Regions from separate parts of the Zea mays genome. Here region 1 is linked to region 2. The links are chromatin contacts, called in public Hi-C maps. All regions are on one chromosome and are shown on one strand. The core of a region is the stretch at or near the end of the contact, and the rest is flanking DNA. Distances in the headings are between cores, read along the strand shown.

Region 1 (2,700 bases), core at 75-2,574, 230 kb after region 2:
CCAGATTACCTCAGAAGTCCGATTCCTCCATCAGACACAGGAGACAAAAAAAATTCCCAGAACCCTAACTATCTCTTCGCCAACTGTCCACAAACTCTACAAGAGAGGGGATGGACAAACATTAGTATAATAAAAACACATAGTTAGATCCATCCAAAGAAGGAATAACAAACCACAAAGTCGCCTATAATCCATCCATCCAGCATCCAGACTCGGAGAAACCGAGGAACTAGTACATCGAGCCGTCGCCCGCAGTGATTGAGAGGTAAGCCTGCTGACGACGATTGAACCCTAGTAGCGTGTGGGTACTTCAGGCGCACCCGAAAGGCAACGAAACAGGAAATTTCACGTGGCAATCAGTCAGTGACTACAAATTTTTTGTCCACTCTACTCCGCCTCCTCGTTAGCCTGTGGTACCGCTGGTATGGTTGGGTCTCGACGGGAAGAAGAGAGCGAAATCGACGTCGCGGTGGGGGCGGATCGGCGTCACGACAACCTTCCATGCGACGTCGTGGGGAGGAGGTGTGCGTTGATGGCGACCTCGGATCCCCGGATCGGCGTTGATGGTGGGGAGCAGAGATCGAGGAAGGTGGGGGGATCCGCGACACGTTGATGGCGGATCGAGGGGGCAGTGGGTGGGGCGGCCTCGGATCCCCGGATCTACGTTGATGGTGGATCGACGTCGCGTTGATGGTGGGGAGCAGAGGGGCGGTGGGTGGGGCGGATCGGCGTCGCGTTGATGGCGGATCGGCAGAACCGTGCACCAAAATAATATGTGGACGTCTACAGTAATGCCTTAAGAAGTAGTAGATATTCGGTTGTGCAGGGATTGAGGGTGATTGAAGAAGAATTTAATCATCTTCTATTAAAAATTGAATAGAAGGGAATTAAATTCACATCAATCTCCTCAAGTCACTGAGCAACCAAACAAGCTCTAATAAGAAACCCATAAGCACATCTTTTCAATCATATTTTTACTTCCCACAATATCTCTTAAAGCTTTGTATCTGTTCTTGATCTGGATTTTATGCTCATACTATAAATTAAAATAACCTGTGCTCAGTAATGGTACGAGTAAAGATACCAAAATTTAAACAAATGGCGCGGTATAGGTAAAGAATCCATGTCAGCTATAAAAAACTGGCTAGGCTTGCAGGATGCGACAGGCACCACGATATCCAGCCCATAATGAGCCCGGTAGAGTTAGACTCAAGGACAAACATATATCTAGGCCAGCCCACTAATAAACCGGACGAATACTGTTCCACGGGCTCACCACCGTGCGCAGCTATATATAAGCTGAGATTCCGACGCGCACCTCCTTCTAAACCCTACCCGACTCCGCCGCCGCTCCGCCGCCGCTCCGCCTCAGCGCATCGCCCTCCGCCACAGCGTACCGCGACCTCATCGATCACCTTCAACTTTCAATCATGGTGAGTTCCCCGCCAAAACTGTACCCACCTCCAAGATCCTGGGCGTCCCTATGACTCGCACATGGACTAATTTGTGTTGCGCAGGCGGACGTCGATGTCGAACCGGAGGTTGCCGCCGGCGCTCCCAAGAAGAGGACGTTCCGCAAGTACAGCTACCGCGGCGTCGACCTAGATGCGCTTCTCGACATGTCCACGGACGACCTCGTCCAGCTCTTCCCCGCGCGCGCCAGGAGAAGGTACCTTTCGTGCCGCGACTCGTTTGTTTCCGTAGTATTTTTGTTTGCTGAGTTTGTTTTGGTAGGTTCCAGAGGGGTCTGAAGAGGAAGCCCATGGCACTCATCAAGAAGCTGCGCAAGGCGGTCAGTTTCCAACCGCTTAGTTTTCATTACCACTTTTTGTTAGCGTGCCCCGATCAAGATAATTGCGTGGATCTGTTATGGTGCCATTATTAACGATGCTTATTAGATTCTTTTTTTTCTATTCTTATGTCTTTCGTGTTCAGCTAGAAGAATTCGAGAAAACCGAAATGTGTCTTCTCGAATGAGTTTGATGCATCTTCTCTTAATTTTACCCATACGATATGAGGTGTGATCTTGGTGTCAAAATTTTGAGCAAATCTCAGTGCCTATTGTTGTATAGTGTAAATATCGTCTTGAAATGATATGCTATTAATCAACCAGAAGGCTGGTTACTTGAATGCTTGGCAAGGTTGCTATTATTGAGTGTTGCAATTACAAATGTCGTGGCAATGTTGCTAGTATTGAGTGTGTAGCAATTACAAATGTTGAATCTTGTTATCTATGTCTAGAAGCAGAAGTTGCTGTATTTTGTAGAGCTTCTATATCATTTGTTCTCTCTTTTCTCTAGACAAATAAGCTTTTGGTTTAGAAGGTGCAAGTAAATATACTTTTGAAATTGCTTCTGAATGGTGCATACTTTTTCGTTTTCGTATTTATGTAGTCTGCTGTTTTGTGACCTGCCTTTGTTTCAATCAGACTATTGTTGTGTCTGCCTAATACTATTGGGATATTGATAAATCAATTTTTCTATCCTGAATGTACAGTATGCTAGCTGTAGTGCCTTCTGTTCTGTGCCAGGTAGATGCGGTCAATGCAAGATTGTGTTTACCAGTCATCATCTGTGGAAGTTTGTTTACCTATACTTGTTACACAATTTCCTCACGAGCTATATCCCACTGTCCTCAACAGAAAAAGGATGCTCCTGCTGGTGAGAAGCCAGAGCCAGTCAAGACACATCTCCGTAACAT
Region 2 (2,700 bases), core at 108-2,607:
CACAACACACTGTATTAATATCATGTTTTCTAGGTTTATAAATAAAGTCACAGCGAAAAGGCATCTAGCTGAGTTGGTTAGGTGGTCTAAGTAGCACTCGTTCTGGGTTCGACTCCCCGTGGGAGCGAATTTTCAGGTTGTGGTTCAAAAATCTCCTGGCCTGTCCTACGCGAAAGCACGGGTCTAAGACCTGGCCCCGGTCACAGTCATTTTCACATGGGCTACAGTGCCGTTGTGTATGGGATGGGGCATGGGTTCGGAGGGTTTCTGGACCTGCATGACTGCATGAGAAGGTCTTCTTCTTAATATAATGTTGTGGGGGCAGCTCACCCCCATTGGACAAATTTTTTTATAATGTTACAATAGAAACCAGTGGTCAAACTTGTGTTATGAGCTTATGGCCCTTTTGGATAACATTTTGGTGTTCAATATCAAATTGTTTGTGACAGGTGGTAGTAATGATATATTGAGTAAAACTGGAAATGTGCAACATAGAGTTCTAACATAATACAAAGAAGAGTTGGATAACATTTTGTACAAAGAAGAGTTCTAACATAGAACTGGAAATGTGACAGGTGTATGCTTACTGATGTGAGAAAGAGCTTACAGTGTTAAAGAAACATATTGCGACTTCATCATAAGATCTACCAATAATTTGTGTCTTCAGAGACTCTGTGATGCAGTTAACAATGGTATGGAAATGTGTCTCCTGCTTTTCATTGTCCTGAAAAGAAATTTTACGTTGTTATTTAGTAGCAAAAATCTAGAACAAACTTAATGATGCAACTTCACAGGTCTTAATTTCCCAATAGAGACATAAAAAATTGATACCCAGATAAAGAGACATAAAAATGGTACCCAGATTGTCGAATTAAGTGGCTAGAGTACTTGTGCCTCACCTGGGTGGTGGCAGGGGTGAACATTTTGGGCGAGGCGTCGACAAGGTAGACAACCATCTCCTTGTTCGCCTCCCTCTCCTGGTTCCCCGAGAAAGCAATCCAGCACCCGCGAAAAATGCAGTGCCGCGGCATGGTCAAATACTCAAATTAGTTTTTTTCTTCAAAACACTGATCCAATAGAAGGAGAATATGGAGAGAGGACGCAGCTAAGAGCCGGTACGAACCTGGACACTGTCTTCGTCTTCATCGCTGTCGTCGCGGAAGATCCCCTCTGGGTCCAGGTCCATGGCGCCGAGGTCGGGAACTGGAGGTCTGGAAGGTTCTAGAAACTAACAAGGGTTTAAGGTAGGTTTGAGACAGCAAAGGGGCGCAGGGCGTGGGAAGGTCCTAGAAACTAGCTAGGGTTTAAGACAGGTATGAGACAGCAAAGGGGCGCAGGGCGTGGGAAGGTTCTAGAAACTCGCTACCGTGGCGCCGTTTTTTTTGTGGGAAACCACGGCTCTACGGCGCTGCTGCCACGAACGAAGCCAGCCGAACAACTTGACGGAAGCGAAACCCAGCCGAGTCTACGGCGTGGGCCAGAATCGGTAATTAATTTTAGTTTAAAATTAATAGATATAGGGTCCAGTCCTAATTTAATCTGATTCATATTACCATCAATATGGGCAGGTGACTTGCACCCATAGCAAAGCGGCACCACAGCGGATTCCAAGAGGGAACACACTTTACACGCGGATGGATTTCATAAAATCTTTGGGGTCACTGACGTGCGGGACTAAACCACGGCTGATCCTACACATCAGTGAATGGATGTTGCGGTAGTGAAACTGATTCCCACTTTTACACTCGGATGCAACGCTCGCCAACGCGCCTACGCTCGCTGGCTTGCAATTGCAATCCAACAGCAGCAGCCCTGTTTGAATGGTTTCCCTCACGCTCGCTGCGATCTCTAGCAGATTTTTTATCACATCCCCTGTTTCGACTTCTATTTTAAATCCTACTCTCATGGAGTCAGCCCCACGTCAAGCATTGTGCAGTCTATCAGCGCTAGAGGAAGTCACCAAGGCCATCATCAATTCGTTGTTGCAGAAGGTTGCTAGGCGTGGCCCCTCATCAACAAGATCCTTCCATGTGCTTTCAAAATGGGTTCAAAGTTTACAAATATACAAGTCTTGTTTCTTTCAACCATGTTAAGTTTCAGTTGTCTTCATATATAAAATATTTTACATGAATATATATATATATATATATATATATATATATATATATATATATATATATATATGATTTGAAACATCTACTTAAATGACTAAATTAACTAATATATATTACTGCCTGTTCGACATTGTTACTAAATGTTATACATATTACTGATGCGGTAGTTACTGACAATACATATATATATTACCGTGTTAAAAGTAGCCATATTGTACTGACTGTATAATAAGATCATAACAAAAAATTGTTTGCTGAAAAAAAACTATTATGATGTTACTGATGTTAACAGATAAATAAAAAATCATCATATCATCACTCCTCATTGATGATCTTTTTTAAAAAGGAGTGATGCAGATTATGAATCACTTGAAAAAAATGTATCCATAATCCAGTACTACCATGACCATAAATACATTGAGAGAAACTGCAGGAAAAAATCAACAGCAATTTGGGTGCCGATGAATCAAAACCCCTATCGGTAACCAATCACAAAACCCCACTCCTCCGTAGTTTCTGATCTTCTGGTTACAGAATCACCACCACCAGATTTCCGCTCTGTCTAGTCCAAATACAAAACCCTAGC

What was found. Hi-C and Micro-C count contacts between places; a contact is called where the count stands out from the background.
Region 1: a Hi-C map of ear shows a contact between it and region 2, with 2.5 times the contacts expected there. The contact joins the promoter of LOC100216869 here to the promoter of LOC100381505 in region 2. A contact is called at or near these places in 2 of 25 Hi-C or Micro-C datasets (ear and tassel).

The regions. Positions count from the first base shown.
Region 1 is chr2:239,579,057-239,581,756 of Zm-B73-REFERENCE-NAM-5.0, forward strand. LOC100216869 (40S ribosomal protein S15-4) reads left to right here and starts at 1,325. Exons shown (of 4, transcript NM_001353436.1): 1 at 1,325-1,433; 2 at 1,518-1,669; 3 at 1,735-1,792; 4 at 2,642-2,700. The coding sequence starts at 1,431. It also overlaps the pseudogene LOC103648251.
Region 2 is chr2:239,348,922-239,351,621 of Zm-B73-REFERENCE-NAM-5.0, forward strand. It overlaps LOC100381505 (ATP-dependent DNA helicase 2 subunit KU70), which reads right to left and starts at 1,358. Exons shown (of 19, transcript NM_001320881.1): 1 at 1,124-1,358; 2 at 900-977; 3 at 608-724. The coding sequence starts at 1,186.